2 separate regions of the Rattus norvegicus genome follow, and region 2 is linked to region 1. A link is a contact called in public Hi-C data. All regions are on one chromosome and are shown on one strand. The core of a region is the stretch at or near the end of the contact, and the rest is flanking DNA. Distances in the headings are between cores, read along the strand shown. Region 1 holds the start of Map3k8 (mitogen-activated protein kinase kinase kinase 8). Region 2 has its middle 53 kb from the start of Rpl27al1.

Region 1 (6,702 bases), core at 2,276-4,775:
AATAGAAGAGAAAGTGGAGAAGAGCCTCAAACACAGATACAGGGGAAGTTTTCTTGAACAGAACACCAATAACTTATGTTCTAAGATCTACAATTGACAAATGGGACCTCATAAAATTGCAAAGCTTCTTTCTATAAGGCAAAGGACACTGTCAATAGGACAAAACGACAGCCAACTGGTTGGGAAAAGATCTTTACCAGTCCTATATCAGATAGAGGGCAATATCCAATATATATGACGAGCTCAAGAAGTTAGAGTCCAGAGAACCAAATAACCCTATAAAAATGGGGTTCAGCACTAAACGAAGAATTTTCAACTGAGGAATATATAATGGCCAAGAAGTATTCATGTTGTTCAACATCCTTAGTCATCAAGGAAATGTAAATCAAAACAACCCTGAGATTCCACTTCACACCAGTGAGAATGGCTAAGATCAAAAACTCAGGTGACAGCAGATGCTGGTGAGGATGTGGAGAAAGAGGAACACTCTTCCATTGTTGGTGGGATTGCAAGCTGGTCAAACCACTGTGGAAATCAGTCTAGCAGTTCCTCAGACAATTGGGCATAGAACTACCTGTGGACCCAGCTGTATCACTCCTGGGCATATACCCAAAACATATAACAAAGACACATGTACCACTATATTCACAAGCCTCATTTATAATAGCCAGAAGCTGGAAAGAACCCAGATGTCCTTCAACAGAGGAACAGACATATAAAATGTTGTACATTTACACAATGGACTACCAGCTATTGAAAACAATGACTTTATGAAATTCTTAGGCAAATGGAGGGAACTAGAGACTATCATCCTGAGTGAGGTAACCCAGTCACAAAAGAATAAACACGGTATGTAGTCATTGTTACGTGGATATTAGGCAAAAACTTCACAATATCCACGATCCAACTCACAAACCATATGAAGCTCAAGAAGGATGACCAAAGTTCAGATGCTTTAGTCTTAGAAGGGGGAACAAAATACTCACAGGATGTAGAGGGTGAGAGGAAGTGGGAGGGGGAAGAAGGGGACAGGATCAGGTATGGGAGGAGACAGTGAGAAGTATAAAGAGTTAGGAAATTGAACAGAGATGTGTTGCAATCAGGGATGGGGAGACCCTGATTTCCAGAAAGTCCCAGATGCCAGAAAAGCAAGAGATTCCCAGGGCCCAGTGGGAATGAGACTAGCTGAAATGCCCAACAGCTGGGAGGGAGAACCTGTAGACACCATATCCAGAGGTTAGGCAAGGGCCCCAGTTGGATGATGGGGCCACCTACTTATCTCCAAATTTTTAACCCAGAACTGCTCCCGTTTAAAGGAAATAAGGAGACAAAGTGTGGAGCAGAGACTGAAGGAAAGGCCATCCAGAGACTGCCCCACTTAAGGATTCATCCCATATGTAGACACCAAAACCCAGACAATATTTCGGATGCCAAGAAGTGCTTGCTGACAGGAGTCTGATATAGCTGTCTCCTGAGAGGCTCTGCCAGAGCCTGACAAATACAGAAGTGAATGCTTGCAGCCAACCTTTGGACTGAGCTCAGTGACCCCAGTGGAGGAGTTAGGGAAAGGACTGAAGGAGCTGAAGGGGTTTGCAACCCCATAGGAAGAACAACAATATCAACCAACCAGACCTCCCAGAGCTCCCAGGGACTAAACCACCAACCAAAGAGTACACATGGAGGGACCCACGGTTTCAGCTGCATATGTAGCAGAGGATGGCCTTATCTAGCATCAATGGGAAGACAGGCCCTAGGTCCTATGAAGGTTAGATGCCCCATTGTAGGGGAATGCCAGTGTCCTTAGGTGGGACTTGGGGGGGGGGTGTGGAGCACCCTCACAGAAGCAGGGGAAGGAGGGATGGAATAAGGGGTTTGTGGAGGGGTAACTGGGAAAGGAGATAACATTTGAAATGTAAATAAATAAAATTTAAAAGTCTGAAAGTTGCCAGGAGTAGTTTATATGTACTTTTAACCCTAGCACTCCGGAAGCAGGTTTCTTAGTTCGTGGCTGGCCTATGCTTCAGAGTAAGTTCCAAGCCCAGCCAGGGTTGCAGAGAAAAACCCTGTCTCAAAAAGACAAAATATAAAATGTCTGAAAGTAAGTTTTCTAATTCACCCCACAACATAAAGTCCGTGGCTACTTTTGCCCTAAGCAGCCATTAAAGTACAGCTGTACTGGGGAGCCTTCTGCAGGGAACTCAGAAACTCACTTCCCAAAACATGCAGGGTGTAATGAGCTCATCCAACGGGGCGGGGCGGGCGGGGCGGGGCGGGGCGTGGTTTCAAGATTCTATTTTTGAAGTGTTTATAAACCCATCCTTTATTGCCTAAGTCAGCAGACAAGAGAGAGACGAATCTCACACAGCAGTAGCGGCAAACTCATTTCTAATCTGGGGTTCTGCAGAAAATCTAAAGGGTACTTTAGTTTCCACAGAGACTGGACCGATCAGCTCTCTGGCTGGTGCAGGATGCTTTTGCAAATTCCTGGGCTGCTTGTTTGGTGCAGGCTATGCTAGCTAGCTCTCTGTGAGAAGAGAAAGGTCATGTTGTCCAGAAGGGGAGCTACAGAGATTCCTGTAACCATCAAAGTATGTCAAGTCACACAATGCTCTCACATTCAAAGTAATTGCAGACGGGCCAGGCAACTTTCCTCGCCAAGTAAATCTAGTCTTGCTTGTATGTACCTTAAGGTTCTATAACGTGGGTGCAGTTCCTCACCCCAGCTTTCTGTCCTACTTCTGCCAGAAATTTTCTTAGGATGTTTTTTTAAGGGCAACTCATTTTGCAGAGGGATCATAGAAAGGTCATCATAAGGGGTTGAACCTGGTGAAGACCATGAGCCTGGAGACTGTAAAGGTCAGACTGAATACCTCAGTCAAGGGAGTGCTGGCTTCACACCTTAGCCATGGTCTCACAGGAATCATCAGTGGGATGCATATTAGATCAATTAGATCACTCTCTTGTTCTCTGGGATCTTGCAAAGTACCTGGCTGCTAGTAGGTCTTCGTTGATGGGTGGGTGGGGGGCGGGTATTTGAAAGGAGGAGCAGGAAAAGCGGTGACTGGAGTTTCTTGAAGGCGCTTTCCTTCAGTAAATTTTCTAACAAAGGAGCAAACCCCTAAATTATTACCTGGAGCTAAGGGGCCAGAGGGATCCTAGTAGGCAGCTCTAATAGTGGAACTGTGCCATTGAACAACTGGTTCCAGGAGACTAAAGATCAAAACTAGTGCTAGCAGAGACTACCGCAGGCGACTTTGGCCGAAACTTTTAAGCACAGCCAGTGCACCTGAATTGAATCAGGGCGAGACCAATCCTAGCTGCTCAAAAGACTCCCGCAGAGACTGGGAGAGCGCGTCTTCCGGGCAGGTCCTGGGGAGGATCTGGAACCGCAAACTCCGGGTGCGAGGTCGCGCTCCATACACAGATTGGGAACACAAGCTCAGGGCGGGGTGGATCCGCACGGCCGCGCCGCCCAGTTCCGCCTTCATCTCCACCCCGCGCCCCGGGGCCCGAGGGTGGGAGGACGGAATTTCCCATCGCGGGGGCTCGGGTGTCCTGGGCCAGCCGGCAGGCCCTTTCTGTTTACGGAGAGAAAGGGGAAATGGAAAAGGCGGGGAGGACGCTGGCGTCGGCTACGCCGCCCCGGGGCCAGTTCAGACGCCGAGAGTCCGGGGCTGCAGCGTACCGCTCCTCCCGCTGCGGATCGCCCGGCCTTTGGTCGGCCGCCGGTCGTCCGGACGCCCGTACGTCTGGCTCCCGCTGGCAAGCCACCCGCTGCCCACCAAGCCCGAGCTCCGGGCGGGCACACGGAACACTCAGGTAACAGGGCTTGGGGTGCCCTGAGTGTGTTTCGGGGGCGTTCCACCTGGATGCCTGGGGGTTCCCACTCTGAAACGGAGCGTGCCTCCCACCAGGGGACACTGGGGTGGCCCGCTGCACGCAGGTACAGCTGGAAAGCACCTTGCTCCGGGCCGCGGGAGGTGTGGACTCGCGGCTCCTCCCCCTTCCTCCTTCTTCCCGGATTCCGGGTGACCAGTCAGTGTCGGTCTGGGCTGAGGTGGTGGACGGGAGCACACGCACTCACCGCGTCTCCTGCGGGGGACGCTGCCTGGACGGCTGCGTTCTGGTTGCTGAGCCTGGGTGAGTGCAATTTGGAGGCTGAAGGATCCCACTATGGTTGTTCATCGCTGGGCTTCTTTTACCATAAGCAAAATTTGCTTATCTGAAGGGGCCAAGTGGGTCGAGAAGGAGTTGTAGGAAACATATTTGGGACCAGAAGAAAAACAAAATAAGTTTTTTGATAAAATGGAGGTGGGAGGGGGGCGAGTAAAGCCAAACTTGCTTAGCATTATAAGACTTCTGTTGAGGCACCCGACTTTGATGGATTGAGGCTTGTGTGTTTTGGTCCTTAAAGACTTTATCCTAGGAGAATAGGGTCAGGAGACTTGAGGCATCTTGAAGTTTTGTACCAGAGTGAATTTGATTCTGCAAGGCCAGAAAGCATGTTTCTGGGACTTTTTCAAAAGAAAAATATATTAAGAGATTATGTCCTAAGGAGCAATGGGTTGTTTCAGTGGGGGAAAACCCCTCTTTAAAACGGGAACTAACACAAGCATCACCCCCCATTGTAAGGCAGAATGTCAAGATGCTAACAGCCCAGAGCCTTACATTCCTGCTTTGGGTTTTTACAGTTGCTTTCTGAAATAATGCTAAGTTAATTTCTAGTTAATGTTTTGAAATTTAATTACCAAAAAGCAAGTCTCTGCATTTGAAATACCGATCTCTAAAACTGCACTAACTCCGTCCTGATGGCCATTTGGGTTTTGGTGAGGATTTTTACCTGACTCCGGGATCAGGCACTTTAAGCTGAGCGTGTTTGTCACTAAACTGAGGTGGCTTCACCATGCACGGAAAGAGGTGCTGGTCTTGTGTAACTCAGAAACCATTAGCTAGTCTGTGGTCTGCTTAGTTGAGCCAGGAGGGTGCAGGGCCTTTTTATGTTCCAGAGGCACCTTTTCACGATGTTGGGGCATCGGGGAATCAGATCTTTGTGACAAGAGCCTCTCAGGAACTGAGCAAGCTCTATAGAAAGTTTCAGAGTTAAATACCCCTCCATCTCCCTGTCCTCCTCCGCCCCAGTCTTGTCCCCATTTTAGTCCTGTGTGTGTGTGTGTGTGTGTGTGTGTGTGTCCATTTGGTGTTTATGTATATATGTGTGTGTCTGATGTCTTGGGCTTTGAGGAAGGCCTATAAAAGCACACATTTTGTTCAAGCCTTTCTGCAGGCTTAAAAACCCAAACTGGTCTCCTTTCCAGAACAGTGCCATAACTTGGAATTGTTTGAACCCCCTCCCCCATTTTTCTCAAGTCACACACTTTATTGCTTTCTCTGTTCGTTTATTTGCCAGTTCAGTTTAGAGTCTTTACCCAGGGGGCCTTAATGCCAAATGATTTTTAACTTCTGTTTTCTTAGTAAATTCTACAGTTGAAGAAACTGCAACTAATGGTTGTATGAAACTGAGGTTAAAGGTTCTCTCTCCTATCAGCTTACAAGACTTCCTGTGTAGCTTGACACTTAGGGGACTTGAATCACAATCTTCCTCAGCGATGTCTAAGACATCTGGGAAGGGATCGTGTGGACCATAGTCTCGATTTAAGTGTGGTGAGAACCAATACTGGTGGACTTTGAGGTCTGGGCTTGCTTTCCCTCTGTGTTTCAGCGTAGACATGATCTTTAAAAACTTACCAGTCTGGAGGAATAGGGAGTCAAAAGGGACTGGCAGATGAGAAAGGGGGCCCAGCATGGTGTCCGCTGACCTAGGTCTGTATCCTAGTGCTTGGCACAGTGTAACTTACTGCACGCCAGACACCAATTAGCTTTTTGCACGGAGCCTCTTTAATTGGATGGTAGGTGCTGTTATCATCTCACACCTTGAAGCTGAGGGAAATCGCGGCACAGAGAGAATGAGAGACGTGCCCAACCATCTCATAGGCAGAGAGGTGGTGAGATTCAGGCATAAGGACAGGAGTATTTTAGTGTGGGATGGATGCTAGATGCCTTCTTCAGTCACCATTTGTACATCAGAAGCACATGACTTGATCACGTGTGCAGATGCCCCTGGTGGAAATTTCCAGGAACTTTGAGCTGAAGCTCCAAGTTGATACAGGTGCCTGGCTTTGGTGGAGTAATACTTTGTTACTTTGTATGTGAGTATTAGTATACTGTATGCACGTGTACATCCTTGTGTGTGTGTGTGTGTGTGTGTGTGTGTGTGTATCATACAGGTATACATGCATAGTACATGTGTGTGCTGGTACATGCGGAAGCTGTACGAAGTCAACATTGGCTGTCTTTCTCAGCTTACTTTTTGAGGGAGATCCTTCATTAAGCCTAGAGCTCATGGGCCCAGTTGGAGTTGCTAGCTCGGGGGCCGCCTGCCTCCACACTCCCAACACTACAGAACTTGCCAAGTACCCGAGCTTTTACAAACCTGACATATCTTCCAGAGAGGCTGAAGTCAGACAGGTTTAAGTTTGCTTAATTCTCGTAGGTGCTCTTATTTTTTTCTCATTTGTTGTGGAGTGGAGTTATCTTGGGACCCAGAGGGACAGCATCACTTTTCATTGTCACTTTTTTTTTTTTAAATCAGCTTGCTTGACTTTTGTCACTTACATTTCCTAAGTATAGCACCTGACCATGTGG
Region 2 (5,950 bases), core at 2,399-4,898, 69 kb after region 1:
GTGTTTGAGTGTTCTGTCTGGTTGGTGTATGTACCTGTGTCACATGAACCAGAGGAAGTAGAAGAGGATGGCGGATCCTCTGGAACTGGAGTTATGGATGGGTTGTGAGCCTTCATCTGTGTGTTGGGAATTGAGGCTGGGTTCTCTGCAGGAAGATGAGCTTTAAACCGTGGAACGAGCCCTTGCAGAATGTCTTGAGCCACCCTACACTGTACATCCATGAGCAGTTCCTGGGGCAAATGTATTGATGACAAGGAGCGTGTCTCCACTGCTTTACGACCCATTTAGAACTGGGGTAGAAAATTTGCTCAAGGGGTCGAGGATTTAGCTCAGTGGTAGAGCGCTTGCCTAGCAAGCACAAGGCCCTGGGTTCAGTCCCCAGCTCCGGAAAAAAAAAAAGAAAAAAGAAAAGAAAATTTGCTCAAGCTAGTTTGTTATCTAATATTATTTTCATAGTAAAATCAACGAATCAACGTAGCATAAATGGAGAGGCGAAGACGATGGCTCAGTGTCTAGGAGCAAGTGCTGCTTTTGCAGAGGACCCATGGTGGCTCACAGACTATCTGTAACTTCATTTCCTGGGGAGCCTTCTTCTAACTTATTTGCACCGCACACATGTGGTATAGTAGTATATGCAGGCAACACACATACAAAAATGTAAATAACTTAAAATACTACAAAATGAACAAAGGGCAAGAAATAAGTCACTGGAAAAACCACAAAGTGAAGAATGTGCATTAATGTGTGCATAATACAACCACATTTACCAAGAACGCAGCCCCATATCAGACAGCAAATCTCAGCCATGCAAACACAGTTACTTTTGCCTTACCCTGTAGGCGTGAGGACAGGGGGAGCTCATTGAAAACCACTAAGATTTTATGCAGTGTGTTTCTCAGAGTTAGCAAACAAGACAATTTAAAGTATATTTGTTCACTGTGTGAGTGTGACACACATGCACACACACACGCACACACATGCACAGGCAGCAAATACATTTGAAGGTCAGGGGGCAACATGTAAAAGTCGGTTCTTTCCTTCTACCAGGTGGGTCTGAGGATCGAACTTCGCTCGCCAGCCTTGGAAGCAAGAGCTTTATCCTTTGTGCATCTTGCTAGCCTCCAGATGGATTTAAATACAAACATACTCCAAAGTTTAAAATAACCCAGATAACTCATTGCCCTGACTTTCCACAGTTCTGTTCAAGCATAAGAGCCGGATTCCAGCAACCACTTGTTTTGCCTTAAAAAAAAAAAATCCAGTCTTATCAACATTTTATGTCTACACGACCCAAGTATAACTTATTTCTGCTCATCATTAAGCTTCATTGTACTGTGCGAACATGCTTCCAACCTTCTGTTTGGGTGCCCTGACTCTCACAAGCATACTCTATAAAATATGGTTTATAATTTCATTCTCTTGTCAGATTAAAAGTATCACGAGTTGTTTCCACTCCACTGTCTACGTGTGTTCCACAGGCTGCTGTCTAACTTCAGTTAGTAGCTCTAACGTCACATGGGAGCTGTTATCTTGGTCCCTAGGCTTGCATTTGTTCCTGCACCCTCTGGGCCTTCGCCATGCTCTAACGCATAACTTCCGGTGCTCACAACTTCCGGTGCTCATTTCCTTTTCTCTGAGAGTTGAGAGTTTTGGAGGTTCAGATAGTGGTAATCACCTCAGCTTTCCCCCTAAAAAATGCCTCTATTTTACATTATCTTCTTAAAAGTTGGCTTCTCTGGACAGGCAAGTCCAGGTTAACAGTCATCATTTCATAGTTTCAATGTTACAGAGATTAATTTACCATTTTCCAGTTTCCACTTCTGCTATTGAGAAATCAACTGTTCACTTTATTTTCATTGCTTGTAGATGCTTTTTCTTGGCAGTAATTTTTAAAGTTTTTGATATTTTCAAGATTATTTTAAAGATTATACAGAAATGCATTTACTATTATGATGTTTGAGCTTGCCAGACTTCCTGAATAAATTATTTCAATTTTCCCAGTGTCCTGGCTTATTTTCCCGTGTTGCTTTTCCCATGCTTGCTTTGCTCTTATTTTTCTAGACCCTGAGTTACACTGCATGCTGGACCTGCTTGCCCTGCTATGTGTCATGTTCCTTTAGCGTGTGTGTGTGTGTGTGTGTGTGTGTGTGTGTGTGTGTGTGTGTGTGTACGCATGTCATGCTGAACTCAAATTTTGTGCTTCTATGATATGGTTTAGATAATTTACTCACATGTGTTTCATTCTACTAATGAGCTCTTTAACAGTGTCTACCTTTCTGTATACTCTTAGGGCTTTAATGGTATATTTATTATTATTACAACAAATGGGGTATTTATATATATTCATGTGTGTAGGTATGAACATGCACAGTACACATGTGGAAGTCAGAGGACAGTTGATTCTTATGTTACTCCATGTGGGTTTATGGATCCATGAAGGTCGTTGGGCTTGTCGAATGCATTTACCTGCTGAGCCACTGTGCCTGCCCTCGTTGAAGAACTTTATGAGAGATGCTTATGTTTTCCCTTTCAACTCATTCTTCCTCATGGCGACATGTTCCCTGGGGTGTTGTCTCATATTTGACTGTGAGTTTAAGCTTTGGGGAATTCTATCTTTGGAGACTGTTGAAGGCCCCACTCGTTTGAGCGGACATGTTTCCAGATTGTATTTCTGTATTTGTATTTGCCTGCCAGTGAGAACATGATCAAAGCAACCACTCTTTGAAAGAAAACTGTCTTCTCGTGGTTTGCCAGTTATCATGAAGACACCGTGCCAACCTGAAGACTGGTCAGTGGCCACCAACACGCACGGATATTTTACAATTTCTGCATAAAAATTGTATAATCATAGTATATGTAGAGCAGTGTGATTTAAAATAAAATTTATATCATATTATAAATTAATTCAATTAAATTAACACATGTCGGGCTCCCTACTCCCACCTTGTGGACCCAGAGGATCAAATTCAGGGAAGCAGGCACCCCGGCCATCGAGTCACCTCACCAGCCACAGTGTGGTACTCTGACACATGATGAATACACATACAATGACCAAGTCAGATTGAACCCATCCATCTTTTCCAGTTGTGTATGTGCGTGCGTGCATGCGTGTGAGCTTTCAGGATGCTTTCTTCAGGCTTTTCTGGAATACACAGCACATTACTGATATCTACTGTCACACATCCACAACTTCTCACACCAATCTATCTGTCCCACAGTCTTCATTCATGGACCCCTCTCCCTGCCCTCCTCACCCAGCTTCTCCCTAGCCTCTGGAAAGTACCATTCTGCTCTCAGATGCTGAGATGAGCAACTTTTAGTTTTCAGAGGCATGAGTCTGGGTCCTCTCAAGTCTCTCTTCCATGACAAGCAAGCAGCCTTATTGCCTCAGTGGTTAGGGAATGCATCGAGGACAATGCTCTTGACGAAAGCTTTATTCCCAATGTTCCTTTGTTGTTGGATGTATCCTGATATAAAGACGTGTTTAGGGGCAGTCGGCTAAGTGAACAGAAATTCCGCTGGAGACCTGTGTGTTACTGGCATGTCCTGGGCGTGGAGTTTCAGGAAAGCTGGCCAGAGAATGCCATCTGCTACTGCTGCCACTCTGTGGTCAGCCCTTTCTGAGAGCTTCGTCCAAGTTCCAGGAAAGGCGCATGAGATCTGGCACAGTTCTGAAGGCTGCTGCTTACCACAGTAACTTCCTGCTTTCCAGCTCAGGACAGCTTGTTTCTGGGGCCTGACTGGGGCTGGGTCTGCCTGGCCCTTCAGCCCTAGGAGACTGAAGGCAGAGCCTGTATTTTATATTCTTTGCCCAGTGTGACTCCTGTGGCTGGGGTTCACACCGGTGAGTTGTGATACCTGGGCCAGCCTCAGCTCTCAGAAATGCAAACACATCTGTAGGCATGCAGCTGCAGCAAGTGAGGCTTCAGTGAAATAGAAGATTCTGTCGACTTTTGCCTGTCCAATCAGACAACCTACTGACCCACGGGCAAGAACTGTCCCAGCTGCTCCCTGTGCTCAGCTTTGAACTTGATTCCGAGAAGAATGAGGGAAAAGATCCAGACGCTGCTTTGTAGAGATAAACAGACTTCTGAAAAGTTGTTCATTCTTGCAGAGTGATAACTATCTGCCAGGCCAGAGCAAAACCTGTGTCCGCCACTACCCTTATCTTCCTCCAGTCCTGCACTGGTATCCTTGCAATTGGGCTTTTAAATGCCCCAGGGAGAATGTTTCTTAAGGGTATTTAAGTTGAGTTTTTTTTAATAAATAACAAAGTTAAATTTAAAACAACAAAAAGGACAGTTCTTTGGGGTTTCCTTTATCAGAAAGGCCCAGGCCAGGCCAAGAACCATGAAGCAAGTTGGCTCAGGCCAGATCATGGGCGAGCTGGCCTTCTGATTCTGGTGTGTGTTCTGCTGCCTCATGGACTTTTCTCACAAAACACAAAAGCGAAGAAAGTCTCTTAAGAAGTAAACCCCAAGTTTTGACAGGTTCTGTGTGTGCATCCCTGTGCGGCTACTTGGGTGGTGCCCTGCCCAGAATGGTTAACTGCATTAACTTACATTGTAGAGAGCTGGTGCCTCTTTGTGACTCACAGACGCAGTTGAGATTCAGATGAGGCAGGAGAGATATTTAGAGAGTGCAGAGTAGAGAGCCATGTTGAAGGAGGTAAGCCATTTCTTAAGCGGGGTGTCATGTATCTCACATCATGTTGCTCACTGTGAACCCCGGGCATGCGGAAAAGCATGCATATTCCTCAACCTTTGTATGTACCTACACCATGTTCTATCATGGGGCTGGGGAAAGGTACACTAGGTAATTCCTGATTAGCCTTGTGTACTGGCCTTGGGAACCCTGCTGGATTACAGTAAAACTCCCCAGGGAGGCTTAAAACACTTTACTTAAAGAACTCTTGGCCTTGGGGAGTAGCACAAGACAGTAGTTCTGAATTCAGCTATGTTCTTTGTAGGTGAGCTTCCTTGGGCATGACTTTCTTCCTGCACTATGATGGGATTTGGAGTGTTGGGCGTGTTAGCTAAGCGCTTTGCTACTGACTACATCCTCAGCCTCGATTGCTTGGTTTGAGTTTTGGTATAGTTTCCTCACGTAGCTCAAATGGTCTCCTCTCGCAATCTTCCTATTGTACCTCCTGATGCCAGGATTACAAGAGTGGCTTCTCCTGGCCTGAGTGCAGGATTACAGGAGTGGCTTCTCCTGGTCAGGGCATGATCCGAATACACTTTCAGTGGTCTGCAGGACAGAGCAGAGACCCTTGTTGCCAGCCAGGCATCAGCTGCTGAGGACATGCTGGCTGTTTCTCTTCTTAGCCTGGAGGCTATGCTAAATTCAAGCTGGAGTGTGAGTATTTGAACCTGGCGTGGTTGCTTATTTGGTGAGCTTCATTCTCACCGTTGAAATCCACAAAGGAGGCCAAGTCTGGCTGACTGCTAAGGCTTCGCTTCTTTGTGCTTTATGCTCTGAGATTCTCGACTCAGGAAACGTCTGTGGTAAGAGAAGAGAAAACACAAACCATCAGGCATTGCACCGTGACCTATTCGAAACTTCAGCTTTCGCTTGCCACAGAAAGACAGACTCAGCACCAAGAAGTTCACAGAACCCCGCCGTTGTGTGTGAGCTGAGCTATCCACTCTGCATGTGCACAGCCTTCTGCTGCTGGCTTTCTGTGGAAGCCCATAGCTCAGGGTGAACAACTAACTTCTTTGTTTGGTTCTCCGTGTGATGGCGTTTTCACGTGCTGTGCGCACACAATTCTCATGTGTCTGCTTCGGGATTAAATGCTGCTTGTTCTAGAATCACCTTTGGGAAATAAAAACAGTTACAGCATTAAATATTACCCACTAGAGGAAATACTTTGTCAAAAATCTAGTGGTGTGTCCTGTGAGGTGGCTCAGGAAGTAAAGGCACTTGCCTCCAGAACTGACAGCCTGAG

Evidence for each region. A called contact is a pair of places that touch in the nucleus more often than the background predicts.
Region 2: a contact with region 1 is called in a Hi-C map of liver, with 2.2 times the contacts expected there. The contact joins the enhancer-like site here to the promoter of Map3k8 in region 1. A contact is called at or near these places in 6 of 12 Hi-C or Micro-C datasets (the Rat2 cell line, Schwann cells, kidney and 3 more).

Annotation. Positions count from the first base shown.
Region 1 is chr17:58,074,650-58,081,351 of GRCr8, forward strand. Map3k8 (mitogen-activated protein kinase kinase kinase 8) reads left to right here and starts at 3,526. Exons shown (of 8, transcript NM_053847.2): 1 at 3,526-3,819.
Region 2 is chr17:58,143,418-58,149,367 of GRCr8, forward strand. No RefSeq gene overlaps it. Among named protein-coding and RNA genes, the nearest start is that of Rpl27al1, 53 kb to the right of the region's middle. Within about 2 kb of position 3,649, at least 17 of the 93 cell types and tissues checked have an H3K27ac peak or open chromatin away from gene starts, as enhancers often do. A contact at or near this core is called in liver, where this site is marked.